5 separate regions of the Mus musculus genome follow, and all the other regions are linked to region 1. Evidence: chromatin contacts called from public Micro-C and promoter capture Hi-C data. All regions are on one chromosome and are shown on one strand. The core of a region is the stretch at or near the end of the contact, and the rest is flanking DNA. Distances in the headings are between cores, read along the strand shown.

Region 1 (2,700 bases), core at 26-2,525:
TGCTGGGGGGGTGAGAATGTGAAGCACAGCTTTTCTTAAGACACAAAACTCAACCTTCACAGGATGGGCGAAGGAGGTACCTTCCACAGGAGGCGGGTTGGTATGAGGACGGCCACACCCAGGAATAAAAGCAATGGCAACATTGTGGGCTCGTTTTTAAACAAAGGTGCACTAAAATCCCAGCTGTGAGCGCTCAGCTCTGCGATGGACAAGGAGATGACTAAGTCTCTGCTTCCACCATCCAAGGACTTGCAGCCAGCCAGAGGGGAGGGCAAGTGTGTGATGACCCATCACACCACAGAAAGGAAATCGTCCTCAAAGAGAGTCCAGAGCAGGGAGGAATGGGTCTCGGTTATATAAGCGTACTTACAGAATCAGGTATTTTATCCACCTACATCCAACAGTACATTTATGGAAAACAACTGTTCCCAAATGCCTCTTCGCACTCGGGGTTATTTTAAGTGATTGTCCAGCGGACAGAGCAGGTAAGATTACGTTTTCCAGATGAGCAATGAAGGCACAAGTCTTTTAAGCAACCTGCTTTCTGTTGGGAACATAAAACAGGCAACAATAAAAAAAAAAAAACACGAAAACACCCTGTCTGTCTCGGCCCACTCCTATCCATTACTTGGATCGTCCTGCACCATCCAAGTAACGAGCACAGAAATAAGTTCTATCATTGCGTCTGGTACCTAACTGTCACAGTAAACAGGCAGCCCGCTGCTACAGACCATGACCCAAGGACTTTCTCATGGGCTGCGTTTTGCATGGCCTCCACCTCGCCCTGGGTCTCTCCAAAGCATCATCAGTCTTACTTCCTACACTGGGTTTCACTCTCAGTAATCTCCCCCAAAGGGAGCTTTCTGAGAGAGAGCATCACGAGGCGTGCAGCAAGCACAGTGCGTGGGTTGGAAGGGATGCATGCCCAGGACCTCCACGGCTCAGGAAGGGCACCCTGGGCTCTTGCATCCCTCTCCCTCGTTAACTGCAAGAGTTGAAGTGGCGGGTACCGCTCCCCAGCTTCTGCAAAACGAACTCAAACAATCGTTAAATGCCTCCCCGTCTGCAAAACTGTCCGAGGAACAGTGACAAACGGGGACGAGAGAGCACTAAGAGCGAAGCATTGAAGAAAGGCGAAGTGCGGACGGGACAACGATGGGTCCCGAACGGAAAGCTTGAGTCTCGGTCCACCAAGGGAAGGAAGCCTCGCGAGATCTAGGGGTCGTGATCTCGTTGCGTTGCCTAGCGACAAAAGGACGCTGGCGGGCCCCCTGGCAAAACCCCGCTGTAGCCCTAAGTCTCCTACCATGGGAGATGAAGACGGCGGCCGCAGAGGCGGGATCACTAGGGACCTGCAGAAGCTGAAGCAGCAGGCGATGGCGTACTACCAGGAGAACGACGTCCCGCGCAAGCTGGAAGATCTGCTCAACTCCACCTTCTACCTCCAGCCTGCGGATGTCTACGGGCACCTGGTAGGGACGCGCGGGGAGCTCCCTCCTCCCTCTGGCCCACGCTGCGGCAGCGCGATGCGTCTGCGCCTGCGCAACGGAGTCGCGCCTGCGCGCTGCTGGGCAGAAGGGTTAGGGGATGCCCAGCTGAGAGCAGGGCGAGCGTGCTGCGCGGGGAGGATGCGGAGAGTTGACAAGAGGACCCTGAATGGGTCTGTAGCTCAGGTCTGCTCCGAGACTGGCGAGCTTCTTTTCTATCCAAGGAGCTCACCTGCCGTTGGTTTTCTAAACCACAGACCTGACGCTGAACTTACCTTACCTGCGGGCGGGGACGCAAGCTGGACCACGAAACGAATGCCAGGGACTTGGCTGCAGCCCACCCCGGGTCCCATTCCTTTGGCTTCCACTCCCCCCTGATGTCTCAGATTCCAAGTCTAAGCTCCCAGGTGTGAAAACCTCACGCACCCTGCATTGGCTAGGTACCCAACGTCTCGGGCCAGTGACTGCCAAAATGCAGATTTCACTCGGAGGCCCTTCTCCGTTGTTGACTGAGTGTCCTTGAGCTCTCCTAGGGCCATCCTACAGTAATCCTTTGAGTTACCTAATGGTTGGCTGCTGAGGAGGGGGATTCCTGTGCATCAGATGTGACTTGGAAAGGAGTTGGGGTACCTACCACTCGTTGTCTTCGTCTCTAAAAGCTCTGCAAGATTTAAAACAAACAAACAACCCTCCCTTTTTTAAATAAAGAACTTGGGCCTCAGGGCTTTAACTAGTACCCCCACCCTCACCCCTACCCCTGCACTGTGGGACAAAGGGACAATTATAGACTTTTTGTGGAATAGGTGAGTGAAGGCCTTATAAAGATTTCAATCCCTCTCTCTCTTGCTGAAGGAACTGTTAACTCGTTGTCTAAAAGGACACCTCACCCTGTCTCTTCCTAGTCTGTTAGGCAGCCTGGCACTGGTTTGTACAGCTCTTTGGGAACTCCCATACCTTAGTTAGGGGCGGCCCCATTTGCTTTCTATCCTTTGCTACAACATTCTGACCAAAAGCAACTTAGGAACTTGTTTATTTGGTTTACATTTCCATGCCACAGCCCATCACTGAGGGAAGTCTGGGCAGGAAATGCAGCAGAGGCTATAGGAAGAAAAAAAATGCTGCCTACTGGTTTGCTTCTCATGGCTTGCTCAGCCTGCTTTCTTGGACAACCCTGGTCAACCTGCCCAAGGGTGTCAGCGCCCATAGTAGGCAC
Region 2 (2,700 bases), core at 58-2,557, 2.3 Mb after region 1:
GGCCCAGGTCAGCGTCCGAGTCCAGGGGTCGAAGGTCAGGTTGAGGGCGGAGCCGGCGTCCGGTGTGGTCGGAGCTGGAAGGGGGAGGAGGGTGAGGTGGCTCTGTTGGACGCGGCCCCGCCCACCGTGACTTCCGACCCCGCCCACCTAGCGTCACTAACCCAGAAGGGCCTGAGTTCCCGGAAGCAGTAGCGTGGAGAAGAGCAGGGCGAGCTGAGCCAGGGGGGTGATGTTCATGGCATGTGATGACGTCATCTGTCAGTCAGATGAGTGGGCAGAGCCGAGGTGTTATCCTGTCTGGCGCACTAGGGTGGGCGGGGCATTCTCTGGCCCCGTCCCACCCACTCACTACAGCATGATTTGTGGTGGGTACAGAGGCTGGGCTCTGCCATCTGAGCCATGCCCCTGTCTCAGCTCCTCTCTTGGTGACGTTATCCTATTGATTCCCCGTGAATCTTTGCTTATATGTGGACCCGCTTTGTCCGCGCGGTGGGGAGGCGGTCGAGGGGATCGGGGGTCGCCCTGCCTGCCTGTGGCCTGACTGTGTGTAGGTCAGACCCTTTCCCCCTCACGCTCCACCGCCGCCTGGACCCGCCTTTCCCCAACCCCGCCGTGCTCCAAGCTCAGCTGCAGCCACTTCCTTTTCTCCAGTCCCCACTTCCTGTCGGGCCAAGGACGCTCGCTCGCGGGGAGTGGGGAGGGCGGGGGCGGCGTCCGCGGGGTCTCCGCAGTCGGGCTTAGGGGCGATCCGCAACTCCCCGCTTCCCCCACCCCCCACCCCCGCCCCGGGCTTTGGAGGAAACGCACTTGAAGCCATCCCCCTGCCTCAACTCCACCATCTCCAGACCCCTGACTCCTGGAGGTGAACCACATCTCCTGACCCCAGTACTACACAGAGGTCAGAGGTTGCGGGGGATTGGCAGGCGGAGGCCACGCCCCCCAACTCCGGCTTCTAAGCCCCCCTTGGCCTCTGTTACCTCTGACCCCACCCCAAACCATCCCCAGGGCTCAGACCCACGGGTGGTGGGGACCTTGTACCCGAGACCCAGGGCACACACAGTAGGTCTGCATGTCCCACTGCCCCCCCCTTCCGGTCTCTCCGTCCCCTAGCCCCATCGTTTTCTAAACCCCAGGGTGTGCTGGGCACACAGTAGGGCCAGGTGGGAGGGGCTTCTGGGTGACGTCATGTCAGGCAGGGTGAGGTGGAAAGGGGTGGAGGGGCTCTGACCTGAGACAGGGGGCTTCCTGCGATGGATGGTGAGGCCTGGGCGCAGCGTCTGTGTCCGTCCGTCTGTCCGTCTGTCTCCCGCTTCCTCTTCCTCATCTGCAGGTTGGGAAACCTAGAGGGGAAGGAACAAGGCAGGCAGGGGTGGGTGGCTGGGTGGGGCCCGGTGACGTCACCGGGGGCGGGGTCCGAGTGTCCCGTGCAGGCAGCATGATGTCAAATGCGCACAGTAAGTATACGCGCCAGGCGGTTGGCCCGCTGTGTGACGCCATGCAACCTCGTGCAGTGGGGCAGCACACCGGGACGTGAGCCTACTGTGTGGCTGTTCGGGCGCGTCACACTGCCACGCACACAGCCTGGCTACACACGGTGTGACGTCAGTCACTGCATCTGACCCCTTGTGGACACAGTGTGACCACTCAGCACAGTGTGACATCACCGACAGTCTTACCCTGATGCACACAGTGTGACCACACATGTGAGCACGCGCTTACACAGTGGGAAGACTCTGACATGCAAAGTCTTGATCCTGTTGATCATATTGATAAGGGTTAGGTTCAACAGGTGATCCTTAGGTTCACATCTCCTTGCGTCATCGTTAATTTCCAAATTGGGGAAAACCAAATCTGGATGAAACGGACAATTTTCTACACAGCACAGGCACCACAGTTAAAATCACGGAAGCCACCTAACGGTCCCAGGACCCAGAACCCAGAGACAGCTGTGAAGTCTCCCACCCAAGACAGCCCAGGGTCAGGCGGGCCTGGTGGATGCTTCCACCCAGCTCATTCTGTGAAGCCACACACACACACACACTGCGCGGAGATGGACGTTTCTGTAAAATCAGGAACTCGTCACAATTTCTGTCCACAGAGGACTCATGAGAGATTTTCTGTCGTGTTTAATGTTCCAAACAGATTTTAAAAACTGGTAGAGTGTGTATTAATGTCTGCTTCCGAAGATGTCATGTACATTTAAGAGGCATTTAAACTATTATGAATTATTTTAATGACTTTAAAAATATCAATACTGAGTTGTATGTTTTAAGATAAATTTTATTAGTTTTAAAAACCTACATGGTATTGTGGGGAATTGCAGGCTGGTCTCCAGTCGATCTGAGGTCTGAACCCCGATAGTCATAATTCACCCTCATGACACGGTAGGCATTCCCTCATGCTCCTTACCACCTCCCACAGCCCCAAGAGAAGCATGGTCAATCTGACCTTCAGGCTAAACTCCTCCCCAGTTACCTAGCAACAGGGAAGACCATAAAAAGGGGTGCTTAGCCCCCACCTCGCTCTCTTACTCCTTTGTCCTCTCACCTCTCACTTCTCTCACTTCTCTCCTCTTCCCTTTCTCTTTGTCTTCTTCTTTCCTCTCCTCTCTCCTTCTTTCTCTTTCTCTCTAGCCTTTCCTCCCTCCCCCCTCTCCTCTCTCTTCTACCTTCTCTCTTTCCCCTGAATTTCTATAATAAA
Region 3 (2,777 bases), core at 120-2,619, 2.5 Mb before region 1:
CTGTGTGCGGATGCGCCACGCATGCCACAGCACAGGCAAACCTTCTTGTGGATAGAACATCACTGTCCAGGCAACAGGACCCTGGTGCTGTCAGGTGGGCAGCTTCTCACATTCCTCACCACCAAATAAGTAGAGATTGGTTGTTAAATGTTCCACGTTTTAGGACTACCCTGGAAAAAGTCATGGTTTACACAAAGATAAATTATAGTGGAGATAGGATTTCTTCATTTTTCAAAGGACTGTCAGTTTTAAAAAGCAAATCACCATAGCGTGAGCCATGGCTTACCCCAACATTTGCCTCCACAGTTCAGGGACACTAGCATTATTAAATAAGAAGGAGGGCAGGCATATTAAGAATTGAAAGTGCCCATACTGGCTGAGATTCTAGAGTTAGTGCTAAAACTCTGGGGTTCAAGAAAAACCATGCTAGCAAATAAAATAGCCTTGATGGCTCCGGAGACCTGTAGGTCTGAGAATCGAGTATCTCTGGCGTTTTCACAAAGTTCTCTCACATAGCTTGCTTCAGTGTGAGTGAATGAGCTGTTCTGAGAACTCTAGGTGGAGGGGAGGAATTGGAAGCGTCTACAGATGGAAGCCCAGATCTGTCTGTCTGTCTGTCTGTGTCGAAGATGACATGAACAGGAACCCATGTTAGCTCACTGTCTGCTTCCTCAAACCTAGTGCCTGACACGGGAGGTAGCACACATGGATGATGATTTTGGCGCAATATCCGTGCAAGCTGGGTTTGGGAGGTATAAACGTGTTTAAGACAAAGTTCGCCCCCCTCCCCAACAACGTCTGGGAAGACATCAGACTAAAGCGACTGGTGGTGCACAGTATCTGGTCGAGAAGCAGCTTGTGTTAGGAAAAAGGTAAAAAACAAAAACAGAACGAGACAGGTGCCCCATCGCGGAGAGCAAGTCAGAATTTTGGGTCCATCTGCTGGGTAGACAGTTTTGTAGAATGCGTTCTCAGTGGAACTTTTGACGTTTACAGTTTTAGAGTCTCTTAGTACTCCTCTCTGGTGAGCGCGGGGAAATTTGCATATGTGGCATAGAGGAGGGGACAGGGATAGCCCCAATTTGCAGGGCCGCTCTCCTCCCGTGCCGGTGACGCTTGCCAACTTCGCAGAGGTCTGGACCAAGCGCGCAGTCATATTTTCAGAGAACTTAACAGATTTGCAGCAGGTAGCCCGGGGTCACGGTCACTTTTCTGGCTGGCAGTTTTGCAGAGCCCGCCAGTTCTGTAGGGAGCGCTCTATCTGCCCAGTTCCTGCAGCCGCAGGGGTCGCCCAAACGTCGCAGAGGGGGGGACGCAGCACGTGGGCGGCGAGGGCTTCCCGCGCGAGCTTCCCGCGCGAGCTTCTCCCGCGGCGGGCTCCGTAGCGCGCGTTCCCGCTCGCCCCCAGCTTTCCCGGGCTGCAGGCACAGCCCCGTCCGGCCCGCCCGCTCCTCCCCCTCCGCCTCTGGGACTTTTGCTTTCAGTTTTCCCAAAGCTGCCCTCGACCCTTGCGGAGGACGGACGCTGCCGTGGGCTCCTGGCCGCCGCCGTGGGAACGGTAACTTGGGCCGCCATCGCGGCTTTCCCTCCCCTCTTCCGCGAGCTCCTTCCTCCCGCGCGTCCCCGCCCAGAGTCCCCCTCCCTCCCGCAGGCTCGCAGAACTTGCTTGCAGGGCGCTGTGGCGCGGAAGGCTCTCCAACATGCCTGGCCATCGCCCGCTTTGCTCGGCACGGCGGTCCCTTGGTCTTCTGGACCAGGGTCTCACGACATCCGGTGCCATTCCGGATGTAACAGGGAAGAAAGAGCGGGTGTAGGGCAGTAGATGTGGTTGTTTGAACCCGCAAGGACTACCTTGTCAGACCGGGAACTTAGGCGCTGCCGGGTCCATTTAATGGGAATCTTGGGCGGTTCTGGTGGCTTGTGCTCAGGGAAAGAGGGAGTTAGGTGCATAGGTCTTTAACCTAGGCGAAGTGTGCTTGAAACACTCTTTCTTGTCTGGGGACCCTTGCATCGGGACTCTTAGACTCTTACAGTGACTTAAGACTGGTGAAAAACTGGCAAGCGACACTTGTCAGTATGAGCTCCAGGCGACACCTCACCTTTACTCCTTGGCCTTTCGGGTTTATGGGGAAGTAAGTTTATTAGTAGGCACAGGCGGTGTTTGTAAGCAGTTCACAGGCCTTTCTCTTGAGCTGAGATAACTGATAAGGCCCTGGTTTTCTGTTGACAAGCTGTTTCTTCCTTCAGATTTTGGCCAGCGTAACCTTACACCCCTGTCCATATTGTTAAAGCCTAGCATTACAATCTGCCACTCTGCAACCTCCTATAGGACATGGGCAAAGTCTCTAGTTCCCTCATGGTGTGAACCTCAGGTGACACTGATGGGTTGGGTGGCAGCCTCGGGACTTTTTCACTTAAGGAAGTATGCATTTGGGCAGGAGGTGAGCCTGTTCAATGTTGCTGTGTTTGGGAAGCAGGCAGCCTGTTTCCTCAGGAAGACCCACCTCAATCAACTTGCTTAGCCTGCTTTCTCTTGCTGGGATAAACACCATGACCATAGAGAGGAAAGGCTTTATTTCATTTGACGACTTCAGGTCACAGTCTGTCATTGAGGGAAGTCGAGGCAGGAGCCTGGAGGCAGGAAATCTGATTACTCACTCAGCTACCATTAGTACACAGCCTGTGGATGGTACCACTACAGTGGGCTGGGCCCTCCCCTCCCACACCAGCCATTGGTCAAGGCACTTCCCTATAGACATAGCCACAGGCCATTGTGA
Region 4 (2,700 bases), core at 135-2,634, 2.4 Mb before region 1:
CCATCATAAACAGGGCGCACCTTCGGGGTCACTTGCTTCCCTCTGCGAGTTCTATGTTGCTTTTTCGGTGTTGTCTCTTTGTTTTGAGACTGCTGACTCTCATCTCTACAGCTCGAACTCTGACTGGAACCTGCAGAAATCTGACTGTCTGTTTCTGCAAGGCACACTTTGTGGTCCTTCGTCTTGCCTGGATTTTCTGAAGTCCTTTTTTCATTTCCTTTTGACTGGTGTTTTCCATCTGTTGATTTTTCAACAGATTCTGAAATATTTTCAGAACAATTATTTGGATGTACGGGTTTGGGCTTTCTTTTAGATTTATATTCCCAGATTTCTTCTTCCCAAAACGTGTCTTCTAACATGGCCAAATGATTTTTGTGAGTACAGCACCAGTCTTTGGTGAATTCAGAGTCCATTTCTTGTAACAAGTTTTTAATAGGAAAAAAAAAGTAGCCAAAAGCCAACTAACTTGGTTGGAACTGAAAGCTTTGGTGATATTGGCACACAACCCACTTAGTACCTGTGAACACCTGCTGTTCCATTTTATACCATAATAAAATTAAGAGAACTCACTACAGGGTAACATCTATACGGTTTTCTTTACATTGTGACACTATTTCATTCAGGTTTTTTTTTAACTTCTCAGAACTTGATTTATAAAAATAAGAATCAAGAATGTCTTGAATGTCAAGCACTGACGGTAAGTACCAGGCTCAATGACTTTAACTGAAAACAGTCTCCATATAATGGTTAGAAAGCTATTCTGGCTCTCGTTCATGTGGACAAGTGTCCATTTACAAGTCCAGTCACAGTCCCTAGTCTACTTAGTGTGAGACTAGTCCATAGACTAGACCATAATCAAAGAGGTGTTGGTTACAACCGACAGCTGCCCTTATTCGTGACTCATGGGTCCAACCAGTTTCAGCTTCCTGGGTCAGTCCATTTCTTCCTCCATCCTAGGATCAAACCCTGCACAGTGAACAAAGTTCAAACATGTGAGACTGTACTCCACACCATAGGGGCTGTCTGCCCTGAAATCAATCAGCCACTTCTGCAGACCTCCAGAGAGGTCAGGTACCAGAAAATTCCTACAGGCTCCCGCTCTTTGCCTTTGGATCTGGGGTGGGGGGAAGATCAATGAAGGAGCCCTACATTATTCCCAGGTTAAATAATGCCAACATCCCAATGAGCCCTTGTGCAGCTCGCCCCGTTCCTCCCGGTAGTCCCTCGTGGGCACACCTGGCCTGGCAGCAGGGGGACCCCGCTGCAGCTGCCTCCTCTCTGCGCCAGCTCGCGGGACATTCCATTCGCGCCCGCACTTTCAGCACACCCAGAGTCACAGGACACTTTTGTTGTTGTCAACACAAAACCACCGGCCTCACTGCCTACATTAAAAAAAAAAAAAAAAAAAAAAAAAAAAAAAAAAAGAGTCTCCTCCGAGGGTTGCTTTACCTTCTTTACCTTTCGAGTCTTTCTTGGCGGGAACGCTGTCCCACTGTCACTGCCGTGCCGAATCGGCTGATCTCAGTTTAAGAGTGGGACACACAAATGGGCAGGCTTTTCTTAAGTCGGCTCTTTTAAACGTGTACATGGTTATTTGAATTTTATTTGTCTTGGAATTCCCTGCCGGGCTTCAAAGGCAATGGGTTCCCAGCTCCTCTGGAGCGCGACCCTAGCAGCCTTCCCCGTGTCGAATCTGGCGCTCTGAACGTCCAGGCTTCGCGGCGGCCCGGAACCTGGAAGGGGCGGGGTGGGCAACTCTGGAGTTTAATTACGCGCCAGGGAAGCACGGCCCTTTGGACTTTGGCGTCCGGAGGAAGGCTTATTGGAGGCGGAAGCGTGTGTGGCGCAGGGCCGGGCTGGCCAGGCCCCGCTCTGAGTCAAGAGGGCGGCGCACGCTGGTCCGACCCGCGCCCTCGGCCCCGGAGCCCTCGGGAGCTCGCGCAACATGGCGGCTCCCGGAGCGCGCGGCGCGAGCCTCTCGGGCCTGCTGCCCGCGCAGACCTCGCTCGAGTACGCCCTGCTGGACGCCGTCACCCAGCAAGAGAAGGATGAGTTGGTCTACCAGTATCTGCAGAAGGTGGACGGCTGGGAGCAGGACCTAGCGGTGCCCGAGTTTCCGGAAGGTGAGGGGCTGGCGTCGGGGTGGGGGCCGCTCCCGGGTCCTCCCCTTCCTCGGTGGCTCCCTCCCGCCAGCAGATCGGTGCCCTGCGGTCCTCCCACAGCCCCCGAGGTGCTCCAGGGGAGCAGCGACACACGGAGGGGGTTCTGCTGGGCGGGGACCAGTGTTTGCATCTCTGTCTGGAATCCTGCGTGACCTGACGTCAGTAGCCTCAAGGCTCCATGGGTGTATATTGATCACTTTTTAATGTGCCACAGACGGTTTGAAGCACTTGAGAGCTCCTACTTACCTGGTACAACCCACCGAGACCCTCTTACTAGTCTTGTTTTACAGTTAAGGAAACTGAGGCACAGGGAAGGCTAGGAAACCTGCCCGTCTAATAACCACTAGAGTTGGACTACATTCTACAGGCATAGCATCTGATGGTTTTCTAGTCCAACCGCGTTTCCACGTTCAAAGTGGTGAACCTATTGATCTTTAAAATCTGGAATCAATTTTAGCTTAGTACTCAGGTTTGAATCCTAGTAGTGGGAACTGTTGGGACATAGGGAAACGATACTCCCGGTAGTACAGTTTAAACA
Region 5 (2,700 bases), core at 43-2,542, 2.1 Mb before region 1:
ACCCTTACTCCATGGAACCTGTTCTCAATCAAACACCTTAAGTTTCTATTGTTTTAAATTAGAAAAGGCCTTCAAAAAAACTAAACACAGTCCCTGTGTCTTCTGGTAGCCTTCCAAAGTCATACTTACCTATTACCCTGTACAAAGGAGAAGGAAGGCCTTGGTGCAACAGTACAAGATTATGGCCTGCCCAAAATCTGCACATGGGAACATGGGAAGACCAAAAAGGAACCATAAAAGAAGTAGGCCAATCATTACTGTTGTTTCATTTGTGTAACCATTAATTAACGAAGAGCTAAAAAGTAGCTGCACACGGTGGACTTGATACACAAGACGCATCCGTTTCAGTATCACTTGTCTCTGGGTCCTTAATCTCCTTCACAATTAAGTGCACAAAGGCCACATCCACGCTAATAAACCTAACACTTAACAGACCGATTTTCCTTGGGATGGCTGGCTACACGTGCACTTTGAAACACTGTCATAACTGATTTGTTTCATCTTTTCCTCAGACAAGCACCCTGTGTACCACTTCAGAAGAAAGGAAAAGGCTGGGACATCAAAGGACCGTGCGTGACACTGGGTCTGAGACATCTTTTCTGGTTCGCTGTCATATTTTTTTACTGTAGTCTTTTCTGACTCTAACCCAGGTGTTCTGCGTACAAACCCGAGTCTCCTCTCTAAATAACAATCAAGATGTGAATATTGTAACAAGTTACGAATTGTTGGCAGCTGAGCCATCATTCTCCCCGCGCGCTGTTTCCCTGGGATTGCTACTTTGAGGATAGGTAGAAGGGGAGAGAGAAATCTGAAATGGTTTCCCTACCAAGGTGAAAATATATGAAAATACATCGGGATCTTTGGAAAAGCCGAACGCTGCGGACCGCGTCCCCGGAGATACCGCGCTGGTGCGGCGGGGGAGCGGCCGCGCCTCCGGGCACAGCCCCCCGAGGGCCCCGCCAGCCCCGTCACGTCCACGCGCGGAGTTGCGTACAGCCCGGGGCTACCACCCCGTCACGTCCACGCGCGCAGACCAGCGCTCCCCGAGCGCGCCCGTCCCGGACGCCCCTCGGCCACTCACCGTCCGTCGTCCAGCCCCGGGCCGCACCCTAGCGAGGCCGATGGAGCTCCGGCTCCAGGGCCGACGAACCCATGGCGGCGTGTAGCCGACGCGGAGTGGGTGAGGAAGTCACGCGCGGAGACCACTGCAGATCCCGGGCTCTCAGCGGAGGTTTTCCCCCAAAACCCCTGCGGAGCTGACACATCAACAAAGATGGCGGCGACGCCTAAGCCGGCGCGGCTACAGCTGAGGGGGCGGGGCTCCCTGAACGAGCCAATCAGCGCGGCGCGGACCGCGTGACGTTAAGCACCTGGAGGCGGGCGTGGTTTTCGAGGCGCCGCCTCCAGTCCTCGCGGTTTCTAGAGGCCCCGCCCAGCATCTCCGTGCCACCTCCACTTAAGCCCAAGGAGGCTGTAGCAGGCTGTTGTTGTCCGGTTGGGCCACTCTTTCCCTTTCCCGTCCCAAGCCGGTGCTTTCTATCGGAAGGAAGTTGCCATCTTTTTTTCTTCACCCTTTGGCCGGTCATCTAATGAGTCAGTGGCATAAAGTAATAAAAGAGAACTAGAGATTGTGGCTTCCCGGTTCTGATGGTGCAAACTTTGCGCTGCCTGTGGGTGAGCCAAGTCCGCAGGAGCAGCTGACTTGGGCATGCGAGCTTCATCTCTGGGAGAGAGCTCTGCAGGGTTTCCATAATAATAATTGACCTGGGATCTCCAAGTGGCACCGAGTGCCATTGTTTACTAGTAAGCTTGTTAGTGTGCTCCACGCAGAGGACCTAAGCCTGCCTGGGCTGCGTAACCCATCCGGTTGCATGGTTGCACGCAGGTTGTATATTATAGTGACTAAGCCCAGTTGGAGGAGGTAGGGAAGGTGAGCAGTTTTAGTCTGGAGGTTTTGCAAACCACCTCTGTCCGGAGAAAAGATGTGTTAAAGTTCTGGGCCGTGTAGACAGTTGTAAGTGAAAATAGTTAAGACTCGTCTTCAGTGGCAAGTTTGTAAATCCAAGCATATTACTGTTAAATTACTTTCATAATTGCTGAGGAGGAAAATCTTCAATGTGGTATATTACTAACCCTCTGTCTTTTTTTAATCAGAAAATGACAACTCCCTCCTCAAATTATGGTAATGTATTACAGTACGTTTTACAATTAAGGTGCGGTGGTGACTTGAATAGACTCATGTATTTGAATGCTTGGCCCATAGGAAGTGGCACTATTAGGAGGTGTAGCCTTGTTGGACAGGGTATGTCATTGTGGAGGAAGGCTTTGAGCTCTCATATAAATGCTTGAGCTACACCCAGTGTGAGACATATTCGGTCTCCTCCTTGCTGCCTTCCAATCAAGAGGTAGAGCTCTCTGCTCTTTGTCTCTAACCCTAACCCTCAACCCCCTGCACACTGCTGTGCGTCCCAGCGTGATAATAATGGACTAAACCTCTGAACCTGTAAAACCAGCCTTGATTAAATGTTGTCTTTTATAAGAGTTGCCTTGGTGTGAAGAGTGTCAATTCACAGAAATGAGACCCTAACTATGGGTTGAGCCGGGAGTAGTGGCTTACAATGGTTATCCAGGCATTTGGGAGGTGCAAGTAGGAACCACTTAGGGTTTAGCCTGCAGGAGACCCTTTTCCTAAATGCATAC

The links. Promoter capture Hi-C pulls out the DNA fragments that hold promoters and counts their contacts. Hi-C and Micro-C count contacts between places; a contact is called where the count stands out from the background.
Region 2: a Micro-C map of embryonic stem cells shows a contact between it and region 1, with 5 times the contacts expected there. The contact joins the promoter of Csf2ra here to the promoter of Eno4 in region 1. A contact is called at or near these places in 1 of 39 promoter capture datasets (pre-B cells), 1 of 484 Hi-C or Micro-C datasets (embryonic stem cells) and 1 of 115 datasets of contacts at active chromatin or transcription factors (epiblast stem cells).
Region 3: a promoter capture Hi-C map of pre-B cells shows a contact between it and region 1, with 4 times the contacts expected there. The contact joins the promoter of Casp7 here to the promoter of Eno4 in region 1. A contact is called at or near these places in 2 of 39 promoter capture datasets (liver and pre-B cells).
Region 4: a contact with region 1 is called in a promoter capture Hi-C map of pre-B cells, with 4 times the contacts expected there. The contact joins the promoter of Dclre1a here to the promoter of Eno4 in region 1. A contact is called at or near these places in 1 of 39 promoter capture datasets (pre-B cells) and 2 of 9 other capture datasets (adipose tissue and liver).
Region 5: a contact with region 1 is called in a promoter capture Hi-C map of pre-B cells, with 4 times the contacts expected there. The contact joins the promoter of Ccdc186 here to the promoter of Eno4 in region 1. A contact is called at or near these places in 2 of 39 promoter capture datasets (liver and pre-B cells).

What each region holds. Positions count from the first base shown.
Region 1 is chr19:58,942,150-58,944,849 of GRCm38.p6, forward strand. Eno4 (enolase 4) reads left to right here and starts at 1,276. Exons shown (of 14, transcript NM_178689.4): 1 at 1,276-1,472. The coding sequence starts at 1,308. It also overlaps a transcript of Hspa12a not described here.
Region 2 is chr19:61,227,111-61,229,810 of GRCm38.p6, forward strand. Csf2ra (colony stimulating factor 2 receptor, alpha, low-affinity (granulocyte-macrophage)) reads right to left here and starts at 1,308. Exons shown (of 12, transcript NM_009970.2): 1 at 1,229-1,308; 2 at 162-255; 3 at 1-74. The coding sequence starts at 255.
Region 3 is chr19:56,395,760-56,398,536 of GRCm38.p6, forward strand. Casp7 (caspase 7) reads left to right here and starts at 1,370. Exons shown (of 7, transcript NM_007611.2): 1 at 1,370-1,558.
Region 4 is chr19:56,546,738-56,549,437 of GRCm38.p6, forward strand. It overlaps Dclre1a (DNA cross-link repair 1A), which reads right to left and starts at 1,385. Exons shown (of 10, transcript NM_001360437.1): 1 at 1,237-1,385; 2 at 1-966. The coding sequence starts at 413. It overlaps Nhlrc2 (NHL repeat containing 2), which reads left to right and starts at 1,524. Exons shown (of 11, transcript NM_025811.3): 1 at 1,524-2,123. The coding sequence starts at 1,946.
Region 5 is chr19:56,820,907-56,823,606 of GRCm38.p6, forward strand. It overlaps Ccdc186 (coiled-coil domain containing 186), which reads right to left and starts at 1,293. Exons shown (of 16, transcript NM_170757.2): 1 at 1,082-1,293.